Regions from separate parts of the Triticum aestivum genome. Here region 2 is linked to region 1. A link is a contact called in public Hi-C data. All regions are on one chromosome and are shown on one strand. Each heading gives the region's core, a stretch centred on a gene start, on an enhancer-like site or on the middle of the called end of the contact. The rest is flanking DNA. Distances are from core to core; before and after follow the strand shown. Region 1 has its middle 42 kb from the start of LOC123144476. Region 2 holds the start of LOC123144478.

Region 1 (5,318 bases), core at 1,640-4,139:
CCTGAGGCGCGGTACTACCGCAAGGGCACGCGATACTACCGCAAGGGCACGCGATACTACCGCAGAGCCCCGCGGTACTACCGCCCACGCAGCAGAGACCAAAACAGCCACACATGCATTAAGGCAGAGGGCGGTAGTACTGCTGGCGCGGTACTACCGCAAGGCAGGGGCTGTCCAGGGATGGGAAGGCACGGATATAAAAAATTACATCCGTGGCTACTTCCGCGGAGTTGGAGTCGATGCAAAAACCCGACGCGGTAGTACCATAAGCCAGCCGCGGTACTACCGCGCGAGGCGCGGATGTAAAAAATTACATCCGCCCCTTACTGCCGCGTACTTGCGGAACTAAGCAGGGACCACGGTATTACCGCTTACTAGAAGCGGTACTACCGTGGGTCATTGCGGTACTACCGCACCAGCGGGCGGTACTACCGCAAGGTCCTGCTGTACTACCGCTCTGACGAGCAGTACTACCGCACCCCCTAGTTCGGCAAACAAGAGCAATATTTGCATAGACAAGGAAAACATAGGATGCTCCAAAGGCTAGAGGAAAGGAGGTGCAAAGGAAGATGTGTACGTGATGAATCCACCCAACCTTTCCAACGCGGACCCCTCTTAATACTACGGCTTCCCTACGACTCAATACCACCGAAAAGAACCGAAGAGAAACGCCGTCTTGTATAGCCTTCGAGGGGAACCCAATCATCTTGTGCCTAGTCAATATATCTGAAATATTCAATGCACATGATTAGTCCGCAAAAGCATTGTCATCAATCACCAAAACCAACTAAGGGATAAAAATGCCCTTACAACAAGCCTCTCAACCTAGCAACGGAGAGAGGTAGGTGGGGAGGACCTAACTCTAGGGTTTCCCGGAGTTGATTGTTCCTTGCATCGTGAGGCCCTTAGTTTGCCTTATATACTTGGCCAAGTTAGGTGTTAGGGTTACATGCCACGGGTAGTGCCCCTGCGCTCAGGATGGCTCTATCGAGTAGTGTCGAACCACATCTTGTCCTTTAGGCCCGCTCAAACTGTCAAAATCCTGAGCCTCCAGGTCTTCGACGTCAAAATCTTGGGACCTCCTGGTTGTCAGTATCCGAGATCCTCGTCAATCCCCTTGATGCTTCAATATAAGTTATCGTCATTTACGAAGAAAAACCTTGAGAAAAGTTGTTTTTTCATCTTCTATTTTCAGTAAAAACATTGATTAACTAGAGAATGCCCCACTCGTTGCTACGAGTATTGGTTGATTAAAATTTGGATTGATAACATGATAACCAAAAGTTAAAAGACATATGACTTACTATATTTGATTATGTATAGTTGTAATAATATTGAATGTAAGTAGAATAATCAAATGGAAAATATTTTCCCCATGCATGGTTGAATGCTATAGTGGGTATTTTCCCATGCATGGTTGTATGTTAAAGATGAGACGCGTAGTACTCAAATGGTCCTTGATGAATAGTAAAATAAAAAAAAGCAAAATAAAAGAAATCTGATTTTTTTGTAAAGTTTGACAAATGTTTTGTGTACTTGCAAAAGTTTATCATGAAGTGACATTTCTGGAAGTCGTCAATAAAAATCAATGCTTCAAAAATGCTATTTTTAAAAGCAATTTGGGTGTCGATTTTTCCCATGACTTCCACGAATGTCATTTTCATGCTGAAATTTGTCAATCACACAAAATATTTGTTTGTTTTTTTTCTTTGTTTTGGATTCTACTGTTCATCCCGAGCTCATTATTCGGAGAAAAGAGGACTTTTGGTTAAGATGAGTCTTACCACATTTGTAATTGTATGGTGAGGTGACGTGCTTGCATGGTGTGATAAATAAATTTGTATATAGGATATTATGATGTGAAGAGTGAGATTATGACTTAGGCAAACTTTGATATAACAATCTGCTTTACAATTGTCTGTCTTTGTCTTTGTTGTTTATTTTTATTTTGTTTTTTCTTATGTCTTTTACGTGATCGGTCGACTCAGCCTGCCCGGGAGAAACAAAAATACTGAGAAGTCTTGATCATGACGTTAGTTTATTTAACACTGAAGGCAGATGCGCGGCATGTGGTGTTCTTTTCCGGGCGGGTCAGGTTTGGCGATCGGTGAGAGCCAAGGCAGGTGTCAAAAGAACCCTGGAAGACGATGGATCAACATTGTAAAAGCAACAGGAACTCGGTGTTTTCTTTAATCTCAAACAGTGCAGGCAGAAACAAATATACCCCAAACAGGGACATGGAACTAGTCGGTGAGTGATTACAGATTTGTGACCGACCGAACCCCGTGATGGAGGCCTTAGCAATAGGATTAGTGGCCATCATGCAATAGCCAGTGCACGACTATCTCCTCGGATTTGATATTTGAGTTGGCCTGACACGGCCACAGGTGCATTCGGACAGGCACAGCTCTAGATTTAGATTTCCCGTTGTAAATCCGTAATCACAACACAAAGGCACGGTTTAAGCATGGCTAGGCTAGGTGGGGCAACGGCATCATCCCGGAAGATGGCACGACTCAGCATCACCTGATGGATTAGGCCATTAACATCCGATTGACTTATCAACGGAACTCTGCTTGCGCAACCTGCTGTCGCCAATATCTTCAACCGCCAACCGAGGCATTCAAGCCTGACACCAACTTTGCGGTCACGAAACAGGACGCAACTGTGCGTGTGTGCGATAAGGTTTTGGAGGTTGGCAAAACGTTGAGCTGCACGCATCAGACCCAGGGTACATACATCGCTGGCTATCCAACAAGCAAGCGCCCCGGTTGCTCTCACCGTGGAGAAAACGCCGCCCATCCATCGCCGAGAGACAACGAGAGCCCAAGTCGGGACTCGAGAAAAGGACGGGAGGCTGATCATGGACAGGCGCTTCTCTGCTCAGTAATCTGCAGTCACCATGAGCAGCACGCTTCTGTGGGAACTGTCGTAAGCGCCATCATGTGGTACACTGCATCATCTAAAAAAATCTGTCATATAAGTTGACGTTTCCATGTGATATTTTGGTAAAACCGACAAAAGGCCGAGGGGGCTATTTTTTTTGTCTGTTTAGGGCACATCCAGATGTGCCCTAGTGACTCAATCAAATTAGAAAGAAAATGAAAAAAGACAAAAAAAATGCTTGCACGAATCTTAGCGTAAAATCAATGACATAGGATTTAGATGTGCAATATTTAGAACACATCTAGATGTGCTTTAGCAAAACTGTTTTTTTAGCCGAAACCGTGCAAGAGTCGTTCTGAGGTATTTTCATTAAATAAAATATATACAAGGAAATACAATTAGTTCAACCAGTGCCAGTTCTAGGAAACATAAAATGCTTATATTAAAGGTTTCGTGCTACACGGGTTCTGATCCTTTCTGCTTTGCTATGCTTTGCTTTTGGTTCTGCTGTCCACATGCCTTCATTCAGATAATACTTCCAGGTGTTCATATGAGGGGCTGCTGATCTAAAGATTTTATCATTCCTCACTGACCATATACTCCAACATCCCATGATAATGATATCCAAAGCAATTTCTCCTGGAAGTTGCGGCAAAGATAGGTTGATTTCATCATATGTTGATATACCTCTTTGCTTGTCAGGTATAATAAAATCCCAACATCCGAGTGCAAATGGGCAATTCCAGAATAGATGAAGTAGTGTTTCCTCATTCTTGTGTGAACATAGAACACAGTTGTAATTGTCCAGGTACATACTTTTACGTTGTAACAGATTCTTTGTATTCACCCTATCATGTAATAACATCCAGAAAAATATCGTTGTAACAGATTCTTTGTATTCACCCTATCATGTAATAACATCCAGAAAAATATCTTGTGTCTAAGTATGCATGAAGTGCTCCACAGTTGCTTAAATATACTGTGAGAATTGTGTTGCCCCAATGATTACTTTGTACATTTTCATGGATGAATAATGTGTGGTGGTCCATGAATAAGTCCATTTGTCTTGTGTATCATTTGCTTCTATGTTGTCAATAAGGTCATTCAAAGAGTTGAATTGCTGATAAGCCTATAGAGATAATGGTCTATGGAAGTGTTGACTGGTATCTGTATGCTCAAGTACCTTGGACAAAGAGATGTCTCTGTTTATTGCAAAGGAGTGTAACTCAGGGTAAGTGAGAAGGAGTGGTTGACCAGACCAGTTATCTGACCAAAATAAGGTAGTGTCCCCTCTGCCTGCCTTGCAAATTGCGTACAACTTGAATCTGGGCCAAAGTTTAATGAGTAATCTCCACCAAAATGAGCCAACCATCTTATCGCTTGGTAATGAGCTTCCCAAATGATGCTGACTCATGGAATGTTGTCTTTGTTGAGAAATTTATGCAGAAAATTCATAAGAAGTGCTTGATTATGGGTTTCAATGTCCAGAACACCCAGTCCTCCATGATCCTTTGGCTTGCAAACTTTCTCCCATGAAATTAGGGCAACTCCTGTCTCTAGAGTACCATATTTTCTCCAGAAGTATTGTTTGAGATAGATGTTGATTTGTTTCACAACTGTTTTTTGGATCAACAGAGAGTACATGAAGAAGATAGGCATGTTGGTGAAGATAGACTTGATCAGTGTAAGGTTGTCTCCTGAAGATAGGAGAGTGGAACAACTGAGTAATCTGTTTTCAATTCTTTTCATTATAGGGACATACTCTTCAACCCTGGGTTTGGTAAGTCTGAGAGGAAGACCAAGGTAAGTGTGAGGCAAGGATCCAATCTTACACCAAAGGAGTGTAGATAGTGCATTCATCTTTGCAGCAGGAGTATTAATAGAGATCATAATAGACTTAGAATAATTCACTTTCAGACCACTGTATCCAGCAAAATGGAGCATGAGCTTTTTTTATGTGTGTGAGTTGATGTGCATCAGCATTTGCAACAAGTATAGTATCATCTACATATTGGATGATTGAATAATCAGAGCAGGAGTTGTGCAGTAATGGAGATTCCACTAATGAATTTGACATGACCTCATTTAGCATGGTTTGAAGGAGGTCTGTAGCCAACACAAAAATCGATGGAGATAATGGGTCACCCCGCCTGACTCCTTTTTTACAGAGAAACTGTTTCCCAGGAATCCCATTAAGTAAAACAGAAGAATATCCAGTGCCATAAATCATTCTGATCCAGTCGATCCATTTGTTCCCAATTCCTTTAGCTTTCAGTATATCATTGAGGGTATCATTGTTGAGCATGTCAAAAGCCTGTTCTAAATCCAACTTCAGCAGGATAATCTCTTTCTTGGTTTGGTGACACTGATGAATATACTCATAAGCCCAAGCAAGAAAATCTTGAATACATCTGTTGTTGAGGAAGCCATAT
Region 2 (5,318 bases), core at 1,299-3,798, 180 kb after region 1:
TGTACTTTGTTGCATTTTGTAATGAAAATTACCGTAGAACGATTGTTCTACGGTTTCGGCTAAAAAAATAATGAGTGAATGCATGAAAAAAATAGTGGCTTCCGCCAAATCTCAAACATGCTAGTAGCATCCTTCCGCCAAAGCCTAATAGCAGCGACTTCCGCCATCGGGATGGAGAGAAGAGGGGTACGTGGTGGTTTTTTATTGGCAAATCGGATGTCCGGACGCCCGCAAAGCTCCCATAACTTTGCGTCCGGTTTGCAGGATTTCGGATAGCTAGACGAGTCCACATACATATGCAGGACAACGTTGCATGATAAGCTGCATCCAGACAGTACGGTTCAAATGTTTACGGGCGATTTGAGGGCCGGCTTTGAAGATGTCCTAAAGCCAAATGTTAACTTCTTTCTAAAACGGAGGCAAGAAGCTTGCTCCTTTTCATCAACTAAGTAGAGTTTTAAACATACAATGCCCACCTTTTCTTCCCCCGGTATAATATAGTACTCCAGATGATGCGCCGCGCCTAGACACAGATTGCCTTGTCAGGCTCCACATACGTGAAGATGATTGTCGGCAGGATGTAGACGTTGCGAAAGGCGTGAACTGGACGCTCGTCCCAAATGGTTCAAGCAATCGGCAAAAGGCAGGCCATCTCACTAGGAGTAGAAACCCATGGACTAATTAGCGACCATATCGGCAAAAAAGAAGTCATGGAGAATTCAAGTCTTGCAAGCGACGATTCAAGCAAAGGCATGTCAACTGAGCAATCACCCATTCAGGCCCAACCTGCTTTTTCTGTGTGGGCTTGAATTGCACCACGCAGACAAAGGGAACAGTTGGGGAATGACCTGGTCAAATTGCTCAGAAGAAGTGACGGGCAGAATCACACCTGTACTGCAGTGGACTAGTGTACATCACCATACCACTTTATATTACATTATCTTCTCTGTTCCTAAACATATCCAGATGATTTGAACTGCTAGAACGTCTTATATTTATACTCCCTCCGCCATAAAATATGTGTTTCAAGTTTAGTAAAAAAAATTAGTACAAAGTTAAGACATTTATTTTAGAACGGAGGTAGTATTTAGGAACAGAGTGCATGATTCGTCCTGGAATTGGGTTCCTTTCAGTTGCACTTGCAGGTTCGCAAGAGAAATCCCACAGCGCCAGATCACGCCGAATGTTTGTAACCGAAGATGATGATTGTGCTTGTGCAGGGGCATCGCCAAAGAATGAGAATCCATTCCTTCAAGCCATAGCCATAGAGAATCCGGAATTCAGTGGGCACGGCCTGCCTTTTTTCGCACACCTGTACTAGCATTTCAGCTGACCAACTGTACTAGCGAACTTCCTCTTTGGTGTTTCATCTCAAGAACATGACACAGTTATATCAGGAGGGGAGAAGAGTGGAGCGTAGCCTCAGTAAACATCGGTGGAGTCAGTTGAGTAGTAATCACAAGAAACATGGCCAGTATGTAGTCTAGTCGTAGTAACAGTATGTGTATGTCATTTACATCTGACACAATCTTATTCTACATAGTGTCTATATTACAAAGCAGATGATGGTACAAGGGAAGGAAAGGATCCGTATGTACAAGGACAACACAGGCAAGCTTCTCTCGGTGGCCAACAAGAAGGACACCAGGAGAAGCGCCGCTCACACTACTGTACGTATGCCACACAAACAAACCGTCAAAAATCCTACTACAAGAAGATGAAAGAAAAAGGAGGAAGCAGAAGGGCAGAGAAGATCAAGACGCGCGCGCTCATACGTACTGTACTACTGTATAGCTCAGCTGCACAACAAGTCGTACCGGGAGCAGACGGAGGCAGAGCAACCTGGATGGACGGATCGCCGGCTCATCACCAGCCGTAGACGGCGCGGGAGCACTTGACCTTGATCCACTTGACGCTGCGCCGCACCGACCCCTTCACCTTGCCCTCCACGTCGTACACCTTGTAGGCCACCAGCCGCTTCTTCCTCTGCAGCTCCGCCTCCGCCTCGTCCGTCTTGGCCGGGGCCGGGGCCGGGGCCTCGTTGTCCACCAATGCCGAGAAGGAGGGGGTGTAGCTCCTCAGGTTGAGGGAGCGGCGGCCGGTGGAGGACCAGGTGGCTGCGGTGGTGGTGGCGGCGTTGGGCCCCTTGGCCTGGGCGGCGCCGTCGGAGAAAGGCTTGTAGGAGGCCGCGTAGGAGGCGCTGTAGCACCGGAGGTTCAGCCCCGGGGTGGGGCCGGCGCCGGAGACGGTCCTCGTGCTGCCGCTCCGCTGCACGGCGGTCGCCGCCACGGGGCGCGACAGGGAGGTGGTGCTCCTGGCGCGCTGCACCTTGGTGGGCGCGTAGGAGACGGCGTAGGAGGCGCTGTGGCACCGGAGGTCGTTGGCCGGCGCGGCGGCGGCGGCGGTGCTCCTCTCGGCCAGCGACACCGACCTCTCCATTGGCATCTTGTACCGCTCCGCCTACGTGTTCGCGCGGGTGTGGTCACTCTCTTGTCCGCGGAGCTCTGGCGTGAGGAACTGATGGCGGGCTGGTGGCGCCAAGCAGGCAGATGGAGCCTTTTTATAAAAGTGGGTGCGGGTTCCAAGTGTTGATCGGCTCGGCCAGACATGTTGCACGGAACGGTGCACGCTGCTACAGTATAGTAAGTACAGTATATGGTTTGGATCGTAGCAGACCGGTTCCTAGCCCAGGGTCGGATTGATAGCTTTCTCTCTCAGTTTCCTAGGGACAGGGACGGCGGCATTGCTGCTTGCTGCTGGTAGTGTGAGCTCGGTTCATTCGTTCGTTTTCTGATGTTCTTTTGGCCTAACGCACTACGCCAGGATGAGATTTTTTTGCTTTGCGTGCGTGCGCAGAAATCATTGGGCAGCCCAAGAGAAGCGTGAGATTTTTGCTTTGTCTGCGTGTGCACAGATCATAGGGCGGACGAAAACAACCGTGGGAGTGTAGGGGTTTCTACAGTGCTTTTTGATCGAACCAGCAGGATGGCAGGGAATGGAGCTTTTGCGGTGGGTTCTGCTTTCAATATCAGAGAAAGGCACAAGGTTTCTCGGACGTTGTTTTCATCTAAAATATGCCAAACCTGCTTAAACAATATGATGTCGTGAGGGCTCGAAATCTGACTTGCTCTCACACTCCGGGTTTTACAGTCCCTAAACCCTAAACGCTGTTTTTTTTTTAGAATTACCGGGGAGGAGTCCCTCCACCTAAATATATTACTCAAAGTTAAACGATGTTGATCCCGGGCGGGGAGTGGGAGTGCTAGTCACTCTGATTTCTTTTTATCCCTTCTTCCTCTCAGCCATTGCTAAGGCAGCTGGCCGCTCTCACCTTGTAACCAGTGGTTGGGGTCACTGTTCATGCCACGGTGGTGCCCTCTAGGGGAAGGGGTGGCGTGGCAGGGGCCACAGACACCTCCTCGCCCGACCGCTCGCAAGGTTAGGCATGTGGCGACATCGATGAGCTCCCGTGGAGCTCGCTTACGCAATAGAATTATTTGATGCGCTATCTCTTCTGTAACTAGATAATACTCCGCGCGTTGCCGCGCGATGATAGTGTTACAAAAAGCTTAACAGAAAGGTGTACATTAAGAAGAAAAACTAATTAGAAAATAAAATAAAATTTTGTTTGTAGTGGCATGAGTTTGTTTACCTCTCGTTACTAAAGAAAGAGAAGACTCGAGAAGATGACTTACATATATAATACTCTGCAAAGAGAGCCTTGGCTCAGTGGTTGGGCATGCGGTTGTGCAGTCTAACGACCCGAGTTCAATTCCTAGAATTGACAGGTGATGCAACATGGTACTCATACTAAAATGGTCGTATGCATCCCTAGTTGGTGCAGAGGCCGGGGAAGTGAAATTCTCCCCCATTTTTTTAAGGGTTCCATCTTGTTTGCTAAAAGACTACACAGCGTCAAGGGGGCGGAGATGCTACCGCCGCCGCCGCCACCTCCGCCGGAACCACCGCCTGGTTCTCTCCCCTCCCCCTCACGCCATGAATGCGCCACGTCGGCATCGCCGGACTGTGCAGAGATTGGGGTCGAGCAAGGGGAGGCAGATCGGGATCGGGATCGGGGCTTTCTCCATCCGGTGCGATGGAGGGTCGGGTTTGATGATTCTAGGACTCCTGGCCAGCAGCGGGAGGGCAGAGTATATGCGTACTCACCGTCAAGGTGGACGGTGGTGACGGATGACGATGGAGATATCCTCGCCGGCCGATATCTGGAGGACGGTGAGCTTTTGGTTGAAGTTCGCATCTTGTGATTGATGTTTTCGAAGTTTGGTTCCTTCATCGTCTGCAGGTTCAGTCGAGGGCGGAGGATCCAATTGAGATCGTCGATCTCGTTCCGAAGACGGATCTCGCGAACCAGGGGCAACGTTTTGGAGGTCGATTCTGGGTTCTTGTCGATGACCACGAGGAGGACAGCGAGGAGGAACCGGATTAGGGCAGTGACAAGCAGGAGCGGCCGTAGGGCCGGCCAGAGATGATGCAACTCGAGGGCGGGTACCTTCATGGCGATGTGCAGAAACGCAGGGAGAGGCTGGCCTTCGGCCCTATGACCGACACGATCGAAGACGAAGATCAAGCCATGGAGCGGTCCCCTACCCAAGGTAAGTGCGTCAACGGTTTCAATGTCCGATTTTTTCACACCGGAGGTGTGGATGAAGGTAATCAGGAAGAAGAAAAAGTAGGCTGCGCCGGCGGCGTCTCCTCCGGCGGCCGGCGCGATCCGGATTTACAGGGCGGAACGCGAGGAGCGTTTGAATCTCCTACTGGGCCTAGGTGCCCCAGTAAGGCAGCCGGTCGGTTTGGGCCAGGGCACAGCTGGGTATGAGGCCCAGCATGTCACCCCAGTGCTTGATCGGGTTGAGCCGAAGCCGATCGAGAGGATAGAGCCCGTCTCAGATCGGGGCCCATCCCATGCACGTATTTGCGACTCGTTGATCGACGGTGCCGGCATTAGGGTTCGAAAGCGAGGCCAGCCAGGCTTTCCTCGTCTCTCTGCTGGCAGGGCGACCAGGGTCTCTGCTGGGGCGCCAATGGCTGGGCGGGGGAGCGGTCCGCCGCCGCCGAGGCCGGTGACGCAGCCGCCCTCCAGAGTTGGTCCGCGCACAAACCTGCGCCCCCGTCGCAAAAACCGCCGCTTCCGGCGCCGAAGCCTGCCCCGCCGCCGCCGGCCAGGGCCGCGCCTCCGCCCAAAGTTGCGACGCCCCTGGCCAAGGCCTCGCCGGCCAAGGCCACGCCGCCACCCGCTAGGGCTGGGCCGTCTCCATCCGGGCCGCCTCAGCACCGCCTGCCTCCTCTGCATCACGTCC

The links. A called contact is a pair of places that touch in the nucleus more often than the background predicts.
Region 2: a contact with region 1 is called in a Hi-C map of leaf, with 5 times the contacts expected there. The contact joins the promoter of LOC123144478 here to the enhancer-like site in region 1. A contact is called at or near these places in 2 of 5 Hi-C or Micro-C datasets (both in leaf).

The regions. Positions count from the first base shown.
Region 1 is chr6D:208,550,087-208,555,404 of IWGSC CS RefSeq v2.1, forward strand. No RefSeq gene overlaps it. Among protein-coding and RNA genes, the nearest start is that of LOC123144476, 42 kb to the left of the region's middle. Within about 2 kb of position 2,890, at least 1 of the 8 cell types and tissues checked has an H3K27ac peak or open chromatin away from gene starts, as enhancers often do. A contact at or near this core is called in leaf, where this site is marked.
Region 2 is chr6D:208,733,409-208,738,726 of IWGSC CS RefSeq v2.1, forward strand. LOC123144478 reads right to left here and starts at 2,549. Exons shown (of 1, transcript XM_044563634.1): 1 at 1,480-2,549. The coding sequence starts at 2,445. The coding sequence ends at 1,867.